Linked DNA regions of Sus scrofa: region 1 is linked to region 2. A link is a contact called in public Hi-C data. All regions are on one chromosome and are shown on one strand. Each heading gives the region's core, a stretch centred on a gene start, on an enhancer-like site or on the middle of the called end of the contact. The rest is flanking DNA. Distances are from core to core; before and after follow the strand shown.

Region 1 (6,067 bases), core at 607-3,106, 210 kb before region 2:
GAATCTCCTGAACGGAGTCTCTAACAGGCTTCTCTGGGCAGAAACATCGCACACCTGTTGCCGGGTTGTTGCCGCTGGGGGCGCTGTACTCTGCAAGCCCTCACAGGCCAAGTGCAAGAGGAAGCCTGCATGGATTCCTCCAGACTTTGCCTGGGCCTGCCCCTTACAGCCCAGCTGTGCTTCCTTCCCACGTTACTGTGACAAATCTTGACTGTGGAAACAAATACAACTGAGTCTGTGAGTTCTTCTAGCAACTCTCCTAATGCAGCCGTGGCCTGGAGGCCTCTCCATAAGCAATGATGCTGTAAAGAAAGAGCATGTGATGTGAAGCAAACAGCAGGAGCCCAGTCAGCGTGGGGACTCCAGCAAAGCCCTCTGGGGGATGTTCTCTGTCCGCTGAGACCCAAAGGAGTTTGGGGGGCAAAGAGCAGGAGAAACGCCCTCCAGGCAGAGGAAGAGCTGGACAGAGGACGAGACAGTGAGTGCCTGGCTCCCTGCAGGGACTGAACCATGTTACACATGGTTGTAGCCAGGCCAGGAGGCCCGGTGAAGTCAGAGCCTCAGACCGACGCTGCTCAAGCGGGGCCCCAGGTCCAAGTGTTGGGATTCATGCGACCAGCTGCTAAGGATGCTGGCAGGCAAGAAACATGATCAGGTCACTTCTTCAAAGATTGTGCTGGAGTTCCCTAGTGGCTCAGCAGGTTAAAGATCCAGCATTGTCACAGCTGTGGCTCAGGTTACTGCTGTGACATAGGTTCGATGCCTGGCCCAGGAACTTCCTCATGCTGCATGCACACTCAGAAAAGGAAAAAAAAAAAAATGGAAGAAAAATTCAAAGCTCATTCTGGCCACCATGCACAGAATGGATTATGAAAGGAGGAGGGAGAAGCAGAGAGAGCAGTGGGAAGGCCAGTCATGGTCCAGGTGAGCCATGAGGGCTGGGGGTGGCCGCAGCTGAGAGGCCAGCTCCAGGGGCATTTTAGGAGGACAGGTCCCGACAACGCCTCCTGGCGTCCCCTCCTGGACACCAGCACTCAGCCCAAGCCATTTCCCCGCCTGCCCAGACCCCAGACTGGACCAGGGCTCGGTCACTCCCCAGGGCTCCCTGTTGGGGGCAGAGCTGGTCTGTGCAAACTGCCCTCGGTGTTAACGTTCTCAGGCTTTGGCAAGTGTAAGATCGGGGTTGCCAGCTGTCCTCAGAAGTATGGTCCTTTATTTTGACATTTCCTTTCTTCCTATTTTTTTTTTTTTTCTGAAGGGGGTCTTTTCATCAACAAAAGCATTAGAATAGTTGATGCAATGAGTTGTACAGGCCTGTGTCCTCACATGGCAAAATAAAGGTGGTGACCCCACTTCCATTCCTTCCCACCCTATTTAAAAATAAATAAATAAAATTAATGGTTTGTGGAAGGTTCAAACTTCTTAACCCATGTGGGACTCTGCCACCTTACCAGCACCCTCCTTTACCTTCCAACATCCTCGTCCCACACCCTGCTTCTGGTTTTTCACTCCAAGTTCTCTTCCGCCAGGCCCTCTGGCCGGGTTGCCTTAACCCTTCGCATCTCTGCTGTCTCACCTGCCTCCTCGAAATCCCCTCCCTCCTCCAGTGGGCGGAGCAGGTGGGCGGAGGGGCGGAGTCTGTTCCTCCCCCTGGGCCAGTTGAGCTCTTCCTGCCTCCCTCCCTGTGCTCCACAGCCTCTATCCTCCTGGCAAAGCTTGCAAAGCAGCAGTCAGTCCTCTAAAGATAAAGTAAGCAGCCATCACAGCCGTTCCTTGGCCAGGAGCACACTAGAACAAAGGCCAGTGACAGGGGTCCCAGGAAGCCAGCCGACAGAGAGAGAATCCCGCTGACCCAGGCCACCTGTCCTGAGCTCTCAGAACACGGTTTATATGATTCTAGGACAGTGGAAATTGTTCTCTGACATAATGGGAGTTATGCAAGATCATAAGAATACATTGCCTTAAAAACACGGATTTCAAGGTATAAATAGCTCACTTTCAGGGGATTAGAAAGAACCTCCAATGTAGGAGTACCTGCCTGCCCGCCCCTAGCACAGCCCACCTGGAAGGCTTCCATTTCCTCAAGGGCCAGTATCATTGTTCTAAGTTAAAGAAAATTTTTTTGGTCTTTTTCAGGGCCGCACCCATGGCATATGGAGGTTCCCAGGCTATGGGTCCAATCAGAGCTACAGCTGCCAGCCTGCACCACAGCCACAGCACCATGGGATTCCAGCCATTTCTGCAACCTACACCACAGCTCACTGCAGCGCCAGATCCTTAACCCACTGAGCGAGGCCAGGGATGGAACCCACAACCTCATGGTTCCTAGTTGGATTCGTTTACTCTGCACCACTATGGAAACTCCCCCTAAGTTAAAAATTTATAAAAATAAGTAAGTGAAAATAATTGATCCATCAACAAGCCAGCAGTGTACAGAGCACTGGGTCCTATGCGGCAGAACACAGATTTACGTTTTTTTAATTTAAAAATGTTTTTAATTTATTTATTTTTATTTATTTATCTTTCTAATGGCCACACTTACAGCATCCTGGGCCAGGAATTAAATCCAAGTTGCAGCTGTGGCAATGCCAGATGCTTTAACCCACTGTGCCATATTGGGGATCAAACCCACACCTCTGCATAGACCTGAACCTCTGTAGTCAGATTCTTAACCCACTGCGCCACAGCAAGAACTCCATTTAAAATTTTTTTTCATTAAAGTATAGTTGATTTACACTACTGTGCCAATTTCTGTGTCACAGCATAGTGACCTAGTCATATGTATGTATATGTATATATATTCCCTTTCTTATGCTATCATGTTCTCTCCCAAGAGATTGGATATAGTTCGCTGTGCTGCAGAGTAAGACCTCATTGCTTGTCTATTCTAAATGTATTAGTTTTTATCTACCAACCCCAAACTCCCCATCCATCCAGCTCTCTCCCCATTCCCCCTTGGCAACCACACGTCTGCTCTCCATGTCTGTGAGTCTGTTTCTGTTCTATAGACAGGTTCATTTGTGCCATATTTTAGAGTCCACATATAAATGATGTCATATGGCATTTGTCTTTCTCTTTCTGCCTTACTTCACTTAGTATGAGAATCTCTAGTTGCATCCATTTTGCTGCAAATGGCATTATTTCATTTTTTTGTGGCTGAGTAATATTCTATTGTGTGTGTGTGTGTGTATATATATATCACATCTTAATTCATGCATCTGTCAATGGACATTTAGGTTGTTTCTATGTCTTGGGTATTGTTGAATAGTGCTGCAGTGAACATAGAGGTACATGCATCTTTTTGAATTATAGTTTTGTCCCAAAATATGCTCAGGAGTGGGATTGCTGGATCATACAGTATTTCTATTTTTAGTTTTCTGAGGGACCTCCATGCTGTTTTCCATAGTGGTTGTACCAGCTTAGATTCCCACCAACAGTGTAGGAGGGTTCCCTTTTCTCCACACCCCCTCCAATATTTGTTATTTGTACTTATTAATGATGGCCATTCTGACTGGTGTGAGGTGGTACCTCATTGTAGTTTTGATTTGCATTTTGTTAATAATTGGTGATGTTGAGCATCTTTTCATGTGCCGATTGGCCATGTGTTCTTTGGAGAAATGTCGAATTCTGCCCATTTTTTGATGGGGTGGTTTGTTTCTTTGTTGTTGAGCTGTACGAGTTGTTTGTATATTTTTGAGATCAAGCCCAGATTTACTTTTAGTTGGGGAGAAAAAAAACTACGTTTTAATAATGCAAAATGAATGTTTATAAAATGTGAAAGTTTAAATAATATAAACGAATATTCTTAAATCCTTCAGCCAGAAGGGTGATGGAGGTATTGTTCTTTGTAGAACTCCACATGAAGACTTAGTGCTAAATTCAACTACAGAGCCAAGAAAGTCGTTTTCTAAAAAAAAAATAAACAAAGCTGCCCCAAATGAGGACGGTCTGGACCAGCCAGCTCCCAGCCCATCAGCATCCCCATGGCTCCAGGGGCTGAGCCTCCCCAGTCTCGGCTGCCTGGCCTGCTCTCCTGTCCCACTGATCCTGCAGCAGTGGGTCCAGTGGTCCCCTCATCCTCGGACTCAGCTGGAGCAAATGCTTCAGGCTTTTCCTTTGCCTCAAGCTGTCTTGGCTCCATGCTGCCCCTCTGTGTGTGTCTCACAACTTGAGGTGGGGAAGCACCCCTCTTTTCTCCCTCCCCAGGGGTCCCCAGCTCCCAGTCACAGGAAAATGGGGCAATCAACCCCTCAAGTGTTCAAACAGAGTCTCCTTTCCTTCCCTTCCTTCTTTTTAACCATTTTATTGTCAAATAAAAATTATACAGAAAACGGCCCAAAACAAATGTGTAGCTGGATGGAGGAAGAGAAGATGACCCACCTCTTCCGCCTCGTGCACTGTCACCCTCTCAGGCAACTGCAGCTCTCCAGAACCATCTTTCTTGGTTCTGCTTTCTCCTGCCCACGCCACAGACATGCTGGGTCCTGTGGCTTCCCGGGGGGCTGAGCCCTTCGGGCTGCATGTGCAGCTCCTACCTGGGCTCAGTCAGGTGGGGGTGGGGAGCCTGGGGTACAGTCGGGCCTGGGGAGCTTGGGGGTGGGAATGCAGTGACCCACCTTCTCCTGCCTGTCCTCACAGAAGAGGGGTCATGGCTGTCTGCCTCCCCACGCTGTGTCTGCCCTCTCAGCTCCTCTCCCACCACCTTAACTAACCTTGGCCTTGGTCCCCTCTGCTGGGGATGAAGCCCCTCCCCCACCTCCAGAGCCACCCCTGCACCTGTCTCTGTGGCTGCCGCCTCCTCCTCCTTGTGGCCTCCAGAGTTTTTCACTCTCACCTGGCAACATAAGTGACCACCTATTTGGATTGACTGGGACAACAATACTTAGCACACTGTCCCTGCAGACATCTTCACGGAGGCCTCTTTGTCCTCAAAATCCTCCAGGCCAGGGTGGTCAGTGGTGTGCCCTGTATTCTATACACAGCAGCCAAGAGGGATCTGCCAAGCACAAAGCAGCTCATGCCCACCCCTGGCTCAAACACACCCACTGGGTCAGCTCTTAGAACAAACAAAAACAAAAGCAAGACACAGAAAACAGCAAACGTTGGTGAGGAGGCGGAGAAGTTGGAACCCTTGTGCCCTATGGGTGGGAATGTAAAACGGCGCAGCCACTGTGGAGACCAGTATGGCGGCTCCTCAAAACCTCAACACAGAATTACCTCATGAACCAGCAATGCCACTTCTGGGTGTAGACCCCAAAGGATTGAAAGCAGCCTCTTGAGAACTTGGCACACCCACATTCATTAGTCACAGCGGCCAAGAGGTAGAAGCAACGCAAGCGTCCTTCACCAGACGGGTAGGTAATCAGAATGTGCTCTATACACACACTGGGGTGTCACTCAGCCTTGAAAGGGAAGGACATTCTGACACGTGTTACAACATGGATGGACCTTGAGGACGTTATGCTCAGTGAAGTAGACTGGTCACAAAAAGGCAAATACTATCCGATTCCATGTACACGGGGTCCTTAGAGTAGTCAGATTCAGGAACAGAGAATGGAGTGGAGGATGCCAGGGCTGGGGGAGGAGCATGGGGCGTCCGTGTTCCATGGGTGCAGAGTTTCTGCAAGAAGAAAAGGGTTCTGGGAGTGGATGGCAGTCATGGTTGCATGGTAACAGGAGTATACTAACTGCCCGTGAATTGCATACTTAAAAGTGATGATGAGGGTACATTTTATGCTGTTTATATTTTACCACGATTTTTTAGAAACTCTCAAAAGGCTTTTCATCAAAACCGGAATAAAATCCATGAATAAAACTGAGATGTTAGGGCCCGCCTGCTTCTCCTCCCCCACCCCCCTCACTGCAGGCCCTTTGGCCTCTGCTGCCACCTGGCCTCCTCAGAGGAGGAGGTCACCCCCTCCTTGATGTCTAGCGTCATGGTTTCTAACTGGATTGTGTGAGATTAATTACTTGTATTTCAAGAGCTTCAGGGTTTGTGGTTGAGGACACTAAGGCCAGTGTGGGGTTTCGGGGAAGAGGGGATTGATCTCCCAGGGTGGGGGGCTGA
Region 2 (5,914 bases), core at 2,938-5,437:
GTGTAACCTATGTTGCAGCTGTGGCAACGCCAGATCCTTAGCCCACTGTGTCAGACCAGGGATTGAACCTGCGTCCCAGCGCTCCAGAGACGCTACTGATCCCATGGCACAAATGTGGGAACTCCATGTCAGTGAATTTTTTTTAAAGGCTACAATCAGGAATGTAACAAGAGACTAATGCTTGGGTGTCCTGAAATGTCTTGAGAAAATAAGAGTAATACCAGAAGTAACTAACCCTTTGGAAGCTCACGGCTGGCACCTCGAGAACACTGGGCCCTCACTCTTTCCCTTGGGAGCCAATCAGACCTGGACCACACACCTTAAACTTCCCCTGCCTTTGTAGCAGCCACCTGAAATAGCTTCTCTGGCAAAATCCGAGCTGGGTGCTTTGAGGAGTGAGATTCTGATTAAGACTTTTATAATGCGGCCTGATATGGCGTGGGTATTCTTAAACACCAGTGTTTCAGCAGCAGCACTTTTAAATACAGTCTGATGTCAAAGCTGCTCTGATTGGGGTGGAACTGGGCAGGGGTGGGGGCAGGCAAGTTCCCAGCAAAGCCATTTGGCCTCACCCACCTTCCGAGGCCCTGGGTTCACAGTGCGGGCCCCACTAGCATCTGGCTGTGGACCTGGAGCAATCACAACCTCTGCACTATGTGGTGTGTTATGAGGAAGCCAGCGTCCTGCCTCTGCGGGTCTGGAACTGCCCCGCGTGGGTCCCCGCACGTGGCACTACCTGGCACTATTGTTCTTCTGGACTCTTGTTCTTATTATTGTTATTATTGCTCCAGAAATGCAGTTGTCATTCCAATCCTTGGGTGTGTCCCACCTGGGTTCTGTTTGCGTTTCCACGGGTGGGAGGTCAAAGGGCAGAGGAAAAGCGACAGTGCCTGGGAGTGTTTGCCAAGACGCTGGGGCAGAAACAAGGCTAGGGAGATTGTTGGGATAGAGACTGAGGGAATGCAGGTCAAGTCGTTGTAAAGGAGGAGGAGTTCCTGTTGTGGCGCAGCAGAAACAAATCCAACGAGGATCCGTGAGGTTGCAGGTTCAATCCCTGGCCTCGCTCAGTGGGTTAAGGGTCTGGCATGGCCGTGGCTGTGGTGTAGGCTGGCAGCTGTAGCTCTCATTTGACCCCTAGCCTGGGAGCCTCCATATGCCACAGGTGTGGCCCTAAAAAAAAAAAAAAAGGAGGAGAGGGTGGGGGACAGTAGGAAGGGAAGGGGAAGGAGGAGAAGATAAAAGAGCAGAAGCCCCAGTCCAGCAAATGCACTTTCCCTGATAACTGTGGGTCATGGACAGCCCCCCGATTGCTTGGAGTGGGCAGGCAACCCAGGGAGTGCCAGCGTCACCTCGCATCTCACCATCCCCTACTCTGCTCTCCACACGTGTCCTACAAGGAAAATACCTTGTGTTGAGGCAGACAGGTGACATGGGGCAGAGGTCACCTTGGAGGTCTTCCTAAAGCCAGCCTCCATCCCAGGAAGGAGTCAGGAGGGGGAGGCAGGGGACGTTTGTGCTCTTGTGCATGGCAGGTGTCAGTGTCCCTGTGTGTGGTCACCTCTACCAGCATATGGTACCCCTAGCGTGAATGGAAAGATTAGACTTCTCCTTAGCGTTTTTCTTTTAACATGGCCGTACCTGCGACATGTGGAAGTTCCCCGGGGCCAGGGATTGAAGTGGAGCTGCAGCCACAGCAATGCCAGATTGGTAACCCACTGAGTGAAACCAGAGATCGAACCCACATCCTTGCAGAGAGCAGGTCCTTAAGCCAATGAGCCATAAGGGGAACTCCTCCCTAGCTCTTTTTGATGCACATTTCCAAGAGGTGCGAGGCAGCAAGAGAGCCAGAGGAACGTGAGGAAGGGCGACAAGACTTCCGTGGGCCCAGGCGGTTTTGGAGCACTATCAAGTGGTTTGTGAATTGTTCCATAAGAGCCCCACTTGCCAGGACCAGATTTAGAACATTGATAGGACCCAGAATTACATGTGAAGCTGTCACAGGCAGATTGTCATTTGCATGTCAATTGGATGATGAGAGAAAAAAAGGGAGGGGGGCTCTCTGATGCTTTGCTTTTTTGTGTGTGTGTGAGATATAGTTGATGTACACTATCGTGTAAGTTACAGGTATACAACATAGTGATTCATGATTTTTAAAGGTTATTTTCTATTTCTATTATAAAGTACTAGCTTTATTCCCTTTGCTGTACAGTATATCCTTATAGCTTATTTAGTTTACACGTTTGTACTGTTTAATCTCCTACCCTCATCTTGCCCCTCTCCCTCCATTGGTAACCACTAGCTTGTTCTCTACATCTGTGGGTCTGCTTCTTTTTTGTTATAGTCACTAGTTTGTTGTATTTTTTTAGGTTCCACATATAAGTGATATCATGCAGTATTTGTCTTTCTCTGGCTGATTTTTTTCACTTAGCCTAATGCCCTCCAAGATCACATCATGTTGCAAATTCTGGTACCCTGCTTTTGACACTCCTTCCTCTCCAAAACCAACTGTCCGTCCAACCCAATTTGGAATATCCGCTTATAAGCTCTGCGCTGCTTACAAAATCATGTCCCAATTCTGTAGCCCTCCCAGTCTGCAGCACAATAACTTAGACCTGCAGATTCCGGTGGGCTTGAGAGACCCTTGGGATGGCTAGTCCTCATCCCAAGCCCCTGCTCACTGGCGGGCAAGCCCCCCTGCCAACTGTGGGTCATTCATTAGGGATGCTGAAAAAGATGGGTAAGGGACCGGAAATGAAAGTGCTCAGCACTGCTCAGAGCAGCAACAGCAGCATCTGTCTGCAAGGCTGAAATAGCTCTTTCATCTGGTTGTTTTTTGACCCCACCCTCAAGTTTTCAGCACAGCTCAGCATGTTCCAGACTATCAAAGACCAGCTGGAGCAGCGGACGAGGATCCTGCAAGCCAACATCCGGTGGCAGCAGGAAGAGCTCCACAAGATCCAGGAGCAGCTCTGCCTGGTCCAGGACTCCAACGTCCAGGTGATGCCCCCTCCCTGGGCCAGTGGTCCGCCGAGCTCTGTCCACCCTTTCAGGGCAGGCAGGACTTCCTCCAAAACCTCTTTCTGCTGCCTTTCTGAGCCCTGCCTGCCAAATGTATGGAAACATCCACCAGCCAAGTAGGAGGGAAAAAATCCCACCTCCTCCATCCCCAGCTCCCAGCCATGTGACATTCATGACATCCTCTTCACCCAGCCTCACTCTGCTGGGCACATTATTTCCTGCATCACCTGCACTTTCGTTCATGTGTTTGGTAATTGGTCACCCTGCACTGACACCAGCCTGGATCCAAGCCATCCCATTTGTGGCATGCCATTTGGGGCATTCTGGGTGCTTTTTTTTTTTTTTTTTTTCACAGCCTTTTTACTGGCTGTGCCTCTGGCATATGGAGGTTCCCAGACTAGGGGTTGAGTCGGAGCTACAGCTGCTGGCCTACACCACAGCCACAGCAACATGGGATCCAAGCCACTTCTGTGACCTCCACCACAGCTCATGGCAATGCCGGATCCCCAAGCCACTGAGCGAGGCTAGGGATCAAACCCACAACCTCAAGTTTCTTAGTCAGATTTGCTTCTGCTGCAAGCCACAAAGGGAAATTCTGTGTGTTCTTAACTGTGCTTAACTCCAGCTGCTTTTAACTGCGACCCACCCAACCCTCAGATATCACTTCTTTGAATCTTTTCCAGAGATTCTTTTTGGAGGAAAAAATTTATATCTTATATAAAATATTTATATATTTAGCTTTCAAGGATAATTTTTTTTTTAAACCAATTTTGCTTAAGTCAGTCCAGGGCTATATTTTTCGCCAAAGTGCATTCTTTTGACCCCGCGTAATATAGCCCACCTTGGAGTCTGCCCTGAGAGAGGTAAGCACTGGCATCCACTTAGGGGAGATAGACAGAAGCAGAAGAGACCCCTGGGGGAAGTGGCTGGAGCTCCGGCACTGCTGTTCCCACTTCCTCACCATCCAAATAGAAACACCCCACGTTCGCAGCCCTGAGCTGAGGTAAATGCAGGATGGTGCGGAGGTGTGGGAGGCAGAGAGATGCCTAGAGCAGCCCTCTCGCCCTGCCCTCCCTGAAGGCGAAGAGCCCAGCCAAGCCCCATACCTGCCGCCATGCTCACAGGTGCGCTTGCGCACCGCTGAACCACCCCGCCACGCCCACAGCCCCGCGCTCCGCCCACAACCCTGTGCTCCCCCCACCGCCGCAGGGACACTTCCAAATTGCCCCAGATTGCGGAGGGAGAAGACTGCCGCATTTATGTGAAAAGATATGCAGTCATCAAGGTGTTAGTTGTTGCTTATTTCCCAACGGGCATATTTTATCACGGATCCTGGGTCCAAGGCTAGAACTCCTGAATCCATTTACTTGAATGGAATTTTTACACTAACAGGAAGGGGGCATTAAGCCAGGAACTGCTAAAATCAAGGTAGGCAGCTGAACATCCGGCTCAGAGCCCAGACTTTTCTCTTTTCCACATGAAAGCTGAAGTCTAAAATGTCAGGGACACGAGGCTATCTCTTTCACTCCTTGGCCTGAAGGGCTATATACTTTTTCTTCCTCATGACAAGTGCAATTTGTGGACCCCCAAGTCTAGAACCAGAGTTTTGTAAGGGATGAACGTGGGAACCAGGCCCCAGTTGTCCCTCCCACATGACCTTATCTTTGCAGTGGAATTTTCCAGCGAACTTGGAAAAACCACAGATCATCAAACCAGAGAGCAAGTCCTCAAAGAGTCTTTCTTCATGTTTGTGCAGGTTTAAGGGTTTAAAGAAATACCTTCCAAAATATTTAGCCAAAATATGTTAAAAAAAAATACCTGAGTCAAGCATAAAGAATAAGCAAGTAAAAATTACCCCACCCCTCCCTCTCCAAAAAGTGGGGGGTAGATTAAATAAGAACAAAATACTGATAATTTCTGAAGTCTAGTAAGGATGCATGGGGTTTCATTATACAATATCTATATTCTGTGCTTATGAAATGTTCTCAGAGTTCCCAATGTGGCTCAGTGGAAACAAATCCAACTAGTAACCATGAGGTTGTGGGTTCGATCCCTGGCCTCACTCATTGGGCTAAGGATCTGATGTTGCCAGTGAGCAGTGCTGTAGGTTGCAGATGCTGTTCAGATCCTGCGTGGCTGTGGCTGTGGTATAGGTTGGCAGCTGTAGCTCCGCTTCGACCCCAAGCCTGGGAACGTCCATCTACCTCTGGCGAGGCCCTGAAAAGCAAAAAAACAAAACAAAAACAAAAACAAACAAAAACCCCACCAAAACAAAACAAACTTATGAAAATGTTCTCTAGTAATAAGTATTTGTAAAGCTAGGCATGTAAGAACAGTGAAAAACCACGTGTGAGTGTAGGATTGGTTTGTTCTGGAAAATTAGAGTATTTTTTTTTCCTTTAGTGACTTTATCCACTTGAAATTAGGGAACTGTGTCTCTCATATTTCTGTATAACTGACCCTGGAGTCCTGTCAACTAGCATCCATAAGGACATGGGCTCAGTGTTAATGAACCCAACTAGTATCCGTGAGGACACGGGTTCAGTACCTGGCCTTGCTAGGTGGGTTAAGGATCTGGCATTCCTACAAGCTGTGGTATAGGTCACAGATGTGGCTCTGACCCCTTGGTGCTCTGGCTGTGGCGTAGGCTGGCAGCTGAGCTGCAGCAGCTCCTATTAGACCCCTAGCCTGGGAATGGCCCACAGGGTGCAGCCCAAAAAAGAAAAAAAAACAAAAAACAAACATTCTTAAGCCATAAAATTCTATACTGTATTGTCGCTAAAGCTGAGGCATGGATGTGCACAGCAGCAAATCTCCCCTGCCTTGCCCACCCCACCCTGAAAAAGTCCTTTGTCCCAACTTCAGTGCACTTTCCTACCTACTCTGTTGGCTTGGA

Evidence for each region. A called contact is a pair of places that touch in the nucleus more often than the background predicts.
Region 1: a contact with region 2 is called in a Hi-C map of omental adipose tissue, with 2.7 times the contacts expected there. The contact joins two enhancer-like sites. A contact is called at or near these places in 1 of 5 promoter capture datasets (liver), 15 of 47 Hi-C or Micro-C datasets (alveolar macrophages, embryonic fibroblasts, epiblast stem cells and 7 more) and 1 of 2 datasets of contacts at active chromatin or transcription factors (skeletal muscle).

What each region holds. Positions count from the first base shown.
Region 1 is chr3:53,522,385-53,528,451 of Sscrofa11.1, reverse strand. No RefSeq gene overlaps it. Among named protein-coding and RNA genes, the nearest start is that of NPAS2, 35 kb to the right of the region's middle. Within about 2 kb of position 1,856, at least 8 of the 83 cell types and tissues checked have an H3K27ac peak or open chromatin away from gene starts, as enhancers often do. A contact at or near this core is called in omental adipose tissue, where this site is marked.
Region 2 is chr3:53,311,899-53,317,812 of Sscrofa11.1, reverse strand. It overlaps NPAS2 (neuronal PAS domain-containing protein 2), which reads left to right. Exons shown (of 21, transcript XM_021087167.1): 16 at 2,851-2,997. Among named protein-coding and RNA genes, the nearest start is that of RPL31, 19 kb to the right of the region's middle. Within about 2 kb of position 4,187, at least 8 of the 83 cell types and tissues checked have an H3K27ac peak or open chromatin away from gene starts, as enhancers often do. A contact at or near this core is called in omental adipose tissue, where this site is marked.